3 separate regions of the Gossypium hirsutum genome follow, and regions 2 and 3 are each linked to region 1. A link is a contact called in public Hi-C data. All regions are on one chromosome and are shown on one strand. Each heading gives the region's core, a stretch centred on a gene start, on an enhancer-like site or on the middle of the called end of the contact. The rest is flanking DNA. Distances are from core to core; before and after follow the strand shown.

Region 1 (3,789 bases), core at 1,286-3,785:
TTTGTAAGATGGTAGATGTGGCAATGACTAAAAATAAATTGAGAGAAAAGTGACCTAGAAGGTTTAACCTCTGCAGTGTAAAGATAGAGATGCTTTGGCACATAAAAGTGATTTGATTCAACTAGGAATATTAGAAGAGAGAGGCAGAATGAAGATTACATTGTTCAAATCAAAGAGAAGGATTTGGCTTGTTTAAATCTTTAAAAAAAACTAACCCTTAATTGTGCCATAATGGATGTATAGAATAAATAGCCCATCTCAACTAGGTTGTAGTATTACCTCAAAGCCGATCCAAGCAATAGAAAGCAACACAGACACGGCAAGTGCATTAGTGAACTTGCGGTATAACTCCAATTTTGCCAAGTTTCTCCTCATCTACACCCAAGAAATAGAAGAAATGGAAATAAATCGACCATTTCAAAAGTTGTTGCAATTTAGATAAGAGTACAGCTGGTATGAATAACTTAAAGTTTCAGAAAATTGACTTATTTATACAGAGCCTACTGCCGCCAGGAAATTTTTAGTAACTAAACACCCTACAAATACACTAGCAAGGCTTAGTGAATTTTGATTTCTGATAGAGCTTCATGCCGCAGATACATATATTGCCTAGTCATGTCTATCAGTTTCTACATCTATAGCTATTAATCCCAAATAAGTACTAATAGTTTTAAGTGAAACGAGTCTTACCTGAAGTTTCTCCAAAGTTTTTGACAGTGATGAGAAAATCCATAGAATAAAACAAGCATCCAAAAACGCAACAGGTAGTACCAAAACTAACTTCGCTTTCCCAGAAAAGTCATTAATGTTCCCCAAGTGTTCTACTAGCTCAAGTGCCTCTGTCGCAATAAAATATATCAGACCAAGCAGAACTACTTTGGATGTTAAGCCACCAAGTGTTGGCCTCACTACACCAAAGCCCATGGAAACCACCAAAAGAAGAAGGCGAGATAAAGTTTTCTTAACAGAGCCAAATGTGACAGCCCACAATGTAATACCCATTGGTCTGGTCCCAGTTGAATTGAAATTAGAATATTCGAAGTACCAGACAGCCATCTCACACATTCCAAGAGCAATAACAAGGGTGATATGGTAGTGTAAATGGATGATATCCTTCCAGAACTGAACGAACCTTAGAAACCAGGCAAGGCCAAGCACAAGGTAAGCCAAAGACATGAGACCATAAAATGTCATCAACGGAGCCATCTTCCCAGGTAAATAACCATTGGGGTTCTTCCACACGGTCCTTCCTTTAATAAGAGTACCCTTGAGTTGGGGATCGCAGAACATAAAATAAAGGTAGTACATCCCGGTGCTGTTTATCTCAACTGTTTCAACATCCATTTTAGCTTCTTCATTGTCTCCTTGGAAAAAGGTCTTAATCCGTTTAGGCCACCCAAGGTTGTTCGGGTTATGTTGGATGATAACCTCACCTTGGTTGCAGGACCCTTGGTCCGCAAGTTGTTTGTTGCAGCAAATGGCATCGGATTTTAAAGAAGACCCTCCAATCCTTGCTCTATCTTTAACTTCGAGTATGATTGCTTCCACTAATCCCGTGTTCTGCTGCATCTGATGATGGCTCTTTGCAGTCTCTTTCGGTCTCACAAAGGTGACCGGATCAAAACTGAAAATATTCCAACAGGTACAGTAACATCAACATTCAACAACAATCACTACCAAATTTTGACTGACACTATGTATCTACCAAATTAAGCACATGGCCAATCAAATTGTTAACTAAACAGTAACTAGGGTTTCGAAATGGAAGGGGCATCATCATACTATCGCGTGAAAATGATGATGATGATTCTCAATGTGAATCGAAGTCCAAAAAAATCAAAACCAACAGTAGAACTAGAAAGTGTAAAAATAATTCTTCAAATGAAAGGAAAGGCAAAAGCAAAAGCAAAAGCAAAGATCAAATGAAGGAAGAGTAAATATAAATAAAAAAGTACCTGATGATGGACTTCCCCTTGAAAGATGGTTTGGTTTCAGAAGAAGCATCAGTGGTGGGTTCATGGAGCTTAGAAGCATAGAGACCTTCACTGCCTCCATGGAAAAAGAAAGCATCGGATTTTGGGCTAAAAGCTTCCATTCTATACTCATGAATGGAAGCATTAACATTTGAGAAGCAAAGCAACAAACCAACACACACAACAAACATGGGAATCTTAATCCTTCCCCTTCGAAACTGTCTCTGCTTCATATCTTGCAGCATTTCGTTTTTTGGTTGAGGGCGGGGATCGTCTGTTTTTTGTTGTTGTTGTTAGAGGTATCTGGCGTTGTGTTCTGGAAATTGGTAAAGAAAGAGAGAGAGACACCAGCAACACAAAAATGAGTCCTAACCGATGCAAAAGCAGTGAAGAAGCATTGACAGCGACTCAGCAGCTTCTTTTTTGTTACGTTACTATTTTTTATTCATCGGCCCGACACTAATACTGGGTTCCTGATAATGATGAAGATATTTCTCAGTTCGGGCATCCATCATCCCCGCTGGCCCTTTCTCAGTTGGGCTTCGGGAATTATAACATTTTTCTAGTTCTTCAAAGCCCCTCTAGGACACATTTCTATTGCTAGGTGGCGACTAATAAATTCGGTATTTTTTAAAAATAGAATAATATTTAAATTTTACTTGAGTACGCCACTGAGTTAATATCACGAATCAATAAAAAATTAATTTGATTAAGTTGCTATTTATATCAATAAAACATTAACTTTACTGTTAAACCAAAACTTTTATTTTAATATGATATGTACATTTTAATTGTATTATGCATTCTTTATTACCTCCATTAATTCTATATATTAAGGGTCTATTTGTTTCACTGAAAATAACTTACGGAAAATGATTTTTGGAAAATGACTTACTTTCTTAGAAAAGTTACATTTTCTGGTGTTTGGATGAATCTGTGTAAAATATTTTCTGTTATTTGACAAATTTCTTAAAAATGTTTCATAAAAGTTGTTTTCAATGAAACAAACATACATTTGAGATTTTCTTATTTTTTCATTGTTTAATTTAGTTAATTTTATATCTATAAATTTATATTTTACATTGTTTTTGCATATTGTAAAAATATTTTGTTAAACTCAGGTTCATTACAACGTCATTTTTTAGTTACGTGACTACCAAATGAATATTTTGTTTATTTAAAAATGTGACATCAACAAAATTGATAAAAAAAAATTAACAATGTTAATAATTGGACTTGATTTTCAAATCTGAAAATTAGAGGGATTAAATTTTTGAAAATAAAAGTACAAAGACTAAATTGCAAATTTGTAAAGAGTACATAGACTTATAACATATTTTAACCTTTATACTACAAAATATTTATTATTAATAAATTTATAATTATAATAAATCTTTGTTATTAAAATATTAATATTGAATATTTTTAATAATATGTGAAGAATATTATTTAAAATCATTATTTTTAAAATTTATTATTAAAATAAAATTTAAATATTAAATAATTTATTAAAATAATAAATTATATTAATAATTTATTATATGACTAAATATAAATAATTAAATATGTATGTTTAATAATATTGAAAAATATAATATTTTATATCAATATTTTAATAATTTTAAATATTTTTAAGAATAAAAATAAAATTTATTATCAATATAATAATATTAAGCTTGATTTAAGTTAATTTTTATATAAAAATAAAATTATCTATATATGAACTCTTTTTCGAAAAATGACTTACGTCTTTCAAAATGGTAAGTCATTTTACAGGCAAAATGGCTTATTTTACGTTGACATGTAAATCATTTTC
Region 2 (3,349 bases), core at 667-3,166, 130 kb after region 1:
ACAACCAAATAAATAAGGAAGTAATTTGAGAAGCAAATTAAGAAAGAGTGAAGAATGCCGCAATAAATACAATGCATAAAGAAATTGATCATAACATTTCTTCCTCCTGCATTAACGATATTTAAGAGTTTGCTGAATGTTTCTACAAATACGTGGCAGAAACTTTTAAAGGCATATGGATCAGCAGGGAACATTTAATTTGCAAGCATATGTCGTTAAGGAAAGAGTGCTAGGAAAATATTGAGAGCCTACCACAAGAAATTGTTTCAAGTTTCCCTGACATGAAACATCCTGCAGATATTGTAAGCCTCTGTTCACCTCAGCACCAACTGACCTCCCAATGCTAACAAATAATTCATCAGGCAAAACAAGGTGTGGCACTTGAGAAGATGACCTGTTTCCATGAAGTAATTTACTATAAAAATTATGCAATCCTATCAGCAGCACACATGGTACCAAAACCTTGAAGAGCAACAAATAATAAAAAATAAAAGCAGCACATAAGCATATGCCTATTTGTGTTACCTGTTAAGTAAACCCGAGGCATTTGACCAAACAAACTGCACAACCATGCCAAGAACCAAAGCAAAGGATAGAAGAGTCAGGAAATGGTAATTAAGCCATTCAAATAGAACCCATATTAAAGTTGCACTAGCTAAAAAACTGGCTGAGATCTTCTTGTTCCTCCATAACAAAACATCAGCAGCTGCACAATTTACAGTAAAAACATTGATCAACAGGTGGTTTTTAGCAATTTCAAGAAAAGAGTAGAAAGTCGTACATTTTCCACCCCCCAAAATATGGTGGACAGGCCTCTGACGTCCAAAAAGCCGATTGAAGCCAGAGACAACCGAGTTTGATTTCTCTTCCTCAAAAAAGGACACAGATTTCTGCTTAGAGACACTATCTGCAATGGTCTCTACTAGATTGTTAAATAAGTCCTCTGATATTTTCTCAGGCATTATTCTTGTGCTTCAAGAAAACAGACAAATTTATTCTCCTGGAATAAACAGAACAGCTCTGAAATCTCATCAAAATATTAACATCTAACAAATAATTTGAAGTTCACTTTTAATATTATATTTTGCAATATTTATGGAAAAAAAATTCAAAAATGGAGTCTTAATGCTTAAGCTTATAGCCACACACACAAAAAAAAAAAAAAAAGTTCCGTTTGCTTTGGCTTCTCAGTAGACACATATAACCACTCAACTGAAATATATGAACCAATTTCAAGTAATTTGGCGTAGCTAGATGAACCCAGTATCATAACCACCATGAGATGCTCATAAGAGCAAATATTTTGCAATAAAACCTATGGTTGCCATTTGCTAAAGATAATATCAAAACAGATTCTTGTTCTTACTAATGCTTTAACATCACATGTAACCCTTTATAGAAACATTGGAACTGTGTTTCCGTACATGAACTTCACCCAAAAACAAAAAGAAAAGAAAAAGTAGCAGAAATAAAGCAAACAAAAAATTAGTACCTTCAAAGTTGCGGTAATTTGCTACTGCAATTTAAGAAAAAAAAATCGTCGGAAATATCAAAGTTCAAGAAAGACAAAGCAGCCAAGGTAAGGACTCGAGCAAACAAGATAAACCTCAGAACCAAACAAAAACCAACAACTTGAAATAAATAAAACCCAGATTTTAAAACTAAGAACTTTAGTAGAATCAAATATAAGAAAAGAAAAAAATCATGATCAAAGAACTGCAATTTCTGTAGAAAATATCATCAATTGTAAAAGGAGAAGAAAAAGGAGGATGCAAAAGAGCACAAACCAGAGAGAGAGAGAAAGAGAGATGTTGATGATACGTCTGAGGATAGTGGGTGATACTGACAAGCAAGAAATGAATGGAGACTGGAGGAATCAAATCTAAATTATTTCCACGTTTCTCTTGTACGTTAACCTTGGTATCACATTCACTTCGAACAAAAAAATATAGGTTAAAATCTGCTATTAGTCCTTGTACTTATCTAAAAATTGAGATTTAGTCTTTTTACTTTAAATATTAAAAAATTTTCAATCCACCTACTTTTTAAATTTAATAATTCTGATTGTTTGTAATTTCTATCAAAATTTATCAACATAAACCTGTTTATTTTTTGTATATCACATGTAACATCATTTGAGGATAGTCTAGTCAACATGTCAAGCTAGTAAATTTTGATGAAAAATATTAAAATTATTAATGATTAAAATGATATTTTTAAATCAGAAAAGTAAGAGGATTTAATTTTTATAATCAGAAAAGTAAGAGGATTTAATTTTTATCTTTTTAATTATAAGGATTAAATTTTAAATTTTAGATAAATATATGGACTAAAAATAGAATTTAACCAAAAATATACAACTTTTCTAAATAAAAAGTTTAAATGTTAAATTAAAAGTGTTTTAACTTTAAAATGCTATTTTCGTGATGGCGTCATAAATAGTGGAATGGTAGGTAGATTTTATTTTGGTTCAAAAATGGCAGGCAGATAAATGCAATAATATATATTTTTTTTTATTTTATAGTATATTGATTAAATTAGGGTCAAATTTGATGAAAAGACCAAGAAAAATAAGAGAAATAAGTCAGGTTCTAATATTTAGGGAAATTAATTAATTTGGGAGAGAAAAGATAAAAATACGTCTGTTGTATATGTTTTCTGACTTTTTAACACATCAGTTCATTTGGTTAGATGATTAAATGTTAGTGATTTTATCCTTGAATTCTGGGTTTGATTTCTCTTTTACTCACATTTATATTTTTATTTCATGTTGTTTCAATTTTTTTATTTTTAATTAATGTCTTTAATTAATAAAGATATCGTTCTCAAATTTCCTTATTTATAAAATTATATAACTATTGGCTTGAAACAAAATGAAATAAAAATAAAAATATAAGTAGGAGAGAAATCAAACCCGAGACTTAAAGTAAAATCACTAACATTAAACCATCTGACCAAAGAAATTGATGTATTAAAAAAGTCAGAAAGCACACTCTCTATAGCGCGTTTTTAGCATAAAACATTTCTTCCATGATGCGTTTTCTATTTATTTCTCCAAAATTGATTTATTTTCTTAAATATAGGAATGGTAGGTAGATTTTAGTTTGGTTCAATAATGGCAGGCAGATAAATGAAATAATATTTTTTCTATATATATTTATAGTATATTGATTAAATTAGTCTCACAAATTAACCGAGCATCCATTCAGTTGAAAATTTATTAAAATAATATCTTTTACAAAATAAAATATTAAAATATATATATTTGGTATAATGGCTTATTTGGCTCTTCAACTTTACAAAAAAATGTTATTTTAACCTTTTATTTAATTTTCATCTATTTTAGTTC
Region 3 (3,792 bases), core at 1,074-3,573, 150 kb after region 1:
AAACCAACTATCAAAACGAAAACGCATTAACCATTGATAATGCAACAACCCTATACATTTCACCAGATTATGCAACTATGTGCACGATCAATTGAGATAGACAATCCAACATATACCTCAAAGAAAGTAATGACCATACACAAAGCTCAGGCCCACTGCCCAAACCTCCAAGACCTACTACACTTCTGAAAATTTCATGACCCAAATCAGCATTCCAGCATCTAATTAACCTGCAAGAAAGTTAGCGCAGATGTTACCACACTAGACAAGATTAAATTGGATAAAATAAGAGCAATTTCACTGTAAAGCATGCACCATCAGCTCATAGAAGTGGGGATGGCAAAACCATATCTGTCTCAGGGATTTAGCATTCATCTACTCCAAATGGTGAGTTGTTTTTTTTTTTTCTGAAAGTGGAGATGGGCAATCGAGTGCAGCAGTTTCTGAAAAAGCTTGCCCCCCTCCTCACCACCTTTAAAATTAATATTTTACCCTAAAAATACTCTCTGTATCCCTTTTATACTTTTAGTATATATAGACATATGTATACATACGAAAATCATATGTATACAAATCTTATATATACTTTCATTATATAAATGCATGTTATACATACTAATGGATTATATCATGAAGGAACTATTACAATTTACACAATATTTACTTAAAAATAACTAGTAAAAAATGGGGTAGAGCAGTGAAAGCAGTGTGGAGCCGTTATTAATCTAACAGTTATCCATCGAGATGGATATTTTCAAAATCCATGCAAGACGGGGGCAGAAGTGGAAGAGCCAATCCCCAACTCCACCCCGCTACATTACCATCCCTACATAGAAGATCAGTGGAATTGAAATTAATGATATAAAATCAATCAAAATGAGAAATTAATAAGCAAGCATTCCCAGAATTATCATATTACCGTATGAATCAACCGTTGTCATAAAATAACATGCAGCATATTCACTTAAAGACAAACTTACCCATCGCTACTCCCTGAATATATCCTATTTGAGTCATGACTCCAGGTCACACTTAGAGCACGTCCTGCAAATAGGCAAATAGCACCTATAAGCTCCGAGTAAAACTAAAAGCAATAACCTTGGAAGAATTTTTGCTCAGGTGTAGATATCTCACCACTAACCCTAGGCAATGATTTTTGGTAGATTAACTTATCAAGATCAGAAATAGTGTACATTCGCACAGCTCCATCATCACAAGCAATTGCTACACATCTATCTTCCATAACTAGTTTCTGATAAACTTGTTCTGAGTCTGAAACATCTTCACTTTCACAGTTTTCATCATCATCAGTATCATCGCATTCATATTTATCATTCAAATAACCATTTCCAAAATTCTGAGACCTAGTCTCTTCATGAGTTGGCAGTCTATTAATCGGTGCCACAGCCATCTGCCAGATTGAAACTCCAATTGACTCTAGCAAAATCTGCATAAGGGTTTAATAACATAAATAAACAATGAATACAAGATAACTTCTATTCAAAGCTTCTTGCACACTAGAAGGGTAATGTGAAAGAAAGGAAGAAATAAAGAAACGCATTCAATGGGAGTCTATCAACAAATCTACATAACCATATATCACTCTCATTGGATCATAACAGTATCTCATACTTCAACCAACATAAACAATTAAGCCAACACTAAGGCAACCGGAAGAAAATGATAAGAGAGGGACTCAGAACTCGGGTACAATCTCATTATCCAAAAAGGTCATAAGTAATTAATATAAATGTTTCATTGAGGTTGGAGAGGTTGGAATCATCCAATAAACCCCGCTGGATTTAACCAATAGGTTAATACAATAGAGAATACCACAAATGGCAAAAGCGAGGAAAAAGAATGAAAAGTAACCTTCTGCTTCAAGTCGAAAAGATCCCATTCCGAGACTGAGCCATCAATACTCGAGGAGAACAACCTGCCAGGAGACGGGCCTTTTGAACCAACGCAACACCACACCAGCGAGGAAACTCGACAAGTAGAATCCCCATGAATAGTCTACACAAAGCCACCAATAAATTAAACTGAACTAAAACGAAAAAGATAGAGTAATAACATGGAAGAGTTGACGGTACCAGCTGATGATGCCAGCCAACAGAGCCTGGAGAGACGAGCCAAATCTCGAGGGAGCCATCATCACGAGCGGCCGCAACCTGGGAGCCGTCGGGGCTGGTAGCAAGGGCGACAACCGGAGACGGCTTCCAGTCGATTGAGCTGGTTCTGTAAGCTTTGGGGAGCATTGTGGCTGGGGCGGCTGCAATCCTTGGAGGCCAATTTCAGGGTAGAAAGCAGTAAATAAAACTCTAGGCGATGCACAGATGTACATATATATACCTAGTAGTAAACCTCCGATCTAATATTATAATATTAAACGCATAAGGACTAATTTGGCCTTCCAACTTTAATAAAAAATCATTTTAGTCCTCATTTAATTTTTAGTCTTTTTTAACCTTTAAACATCTAATTGTTGATGTGGCATACACATAGCTTGTCACGTGAATACTATGTTAGTAATTAATTAATTTTTTAATAAATTTAATATAAATTATAAAAAAATATTTTTTAATATTTTTAATTTTAAAAAATAAATTAATTGCTTACGTGACATATATGTCAACTGTCATGTGGATGGTCAACAAAATTAACAGATATTAACTTTTTTATCCATTTTGGATTATTTGACTAACAATACAAGTTAAAAGGGTGAAAAATTAAATGGAAAGTTAAAATTGACATTTTCAAAAAATTGAAAGGCCAAATAAGTTATTATGCCTTTAATTAATAATTTTTTATATACTTTTTTTATTAATAATTTCTTTCTAGAAAAATATTACTTTTTTTTAATTTTGATACCAATTTTATAAATATTTTAATTAATTAATTATTAAAAATATTTTTTAAAAGCTATTTCATGATAGATTTATAATGTTTTTTATATTTTTTTAATTCAAAAATTGATGTTAAAAATAAAATTAAAAGTTAAAATGTGAGAAGCTCAATCCAACAGAGTCGAATTCATCGAACCACGAGTAAAATGATATAAAAAAATTATATTAAGTTTTTATTGACATTGATATTAAGTTTAATCTTTAAATAACCATTATTCCTTATCCTTTATAAAAAAATTAGTAATGAAAATGCATAAATGTATAATTTTTAGACATTAACTTAATTCCTATTTAGTAATTGTTTTTTAGGGTAAACTATAAGAATAGTCACTCAATTATGCACTTAGTTCTATTTTAATCACCTAACAATCTTTTTTCAATTTAGTCACTTAATTTTTAGAAATTAAATATTTTAGTCACTCTTCCGTTAATTGCTATTAACTCAATAACGGAAGTCTAACATGGGCTTTTCTTATTAGCATAAAAACAAATTTAGCCTCCAATGTTTACACATTCTATCAATTTGGTCTAAATCTAAAAATTCAACCAATTTAGCCCTTAATGTTTACAAAACTTGTCATTTTAGTTCTGATTCTAAAAAATTCAATATATTTAGCCCTAAACATTTACAAAATTTGTCAATTTAGTTCTAATTCTAAAAATTCCAATTAAAAAGAAAATCATTTAAAATTTCACTTTTTGATAAAAATTATAAAAAAAACTTTAAAAATGTAAAAATTATTATAAATAAAAACAAAAACATGTGTATTAAAAAAATACAAACAAAATAGAAAAAGATATTAAATTACCTTAAAGTTTTCCTTCAAATAAATTTAGGTTTTCCATCAACTCGCTAATGGATCTCGTTGGATGTTGCTAGTAGAAG

Evidence for each region. Hi-C and Micro-C count contacts between places; a contact is called where the count stands out from the background.
Region 2: a Hi-C map of leaf shows a contact between it and region 1, with 4 times the contacts expected there. The contact joins the promoter of LOC107914521 here to the promoter of LOC107914524 in region 1. A contact is called at or near these places in 5 of 34 Hi-C or Micro-C datasets (hypocotyl and leaf).
Region 3: a contact with region 1 is called in a Hi-C map of leaf, with 1.9 times the contacts expected there. The contact joins the promoter of LOC107914519 here to the promoter of LOC107914524 in region 1. A contact is called at or near these places in 2 of 34 Hi-C or Micro-C datasets (both in leaf).

The regions. Positions count from the first base shown.
Region 1 is chrD10:18,889,783-18,893,571 of Gossypium_hirsutum_v2.1, reverse strand. LOC107914524 (transmembrane protein 87B) reads right to left here and starts at 2,535. Exons shown (of 5, transcript XM_016843468.2): 1 at 1,956-2,535; 2 at 691-1,624; 3 at 280-375. The coding sequence starts at 2,218.
Region 2 is chrD10:18,759,680-18,763,028 of Gossypium_hirsutum_v2.1, reverse strand. It overlaps LOC107914521 (reticulon-like protein B8), which reads right to left and starts at 1,916. Exons shown (of 7, transcript XM_016843462.2): 1 at 1,788-1,916; 2 at 1,493-1,516; 3 at 782-1,000; 4 at 526-706; 5 at 253-394. The coding sequence starts at 962.
Region 3 is chrD10:18,738,180-18,741,971 of Gossypium_hirsutum_v2.1, reverse strand. LOC107914519 (WD repeat-containing protein PCN) reads right to left here and starts at 2,323. Exons shown (of 11, transcript XM_016843459.2): 1 at 2,094-2,323; 2 at 1,873-2,016; 3 at 1,135-1,447; 4 at 981-1,044; 5 at 117-230. The coding sequence starts at 2,258.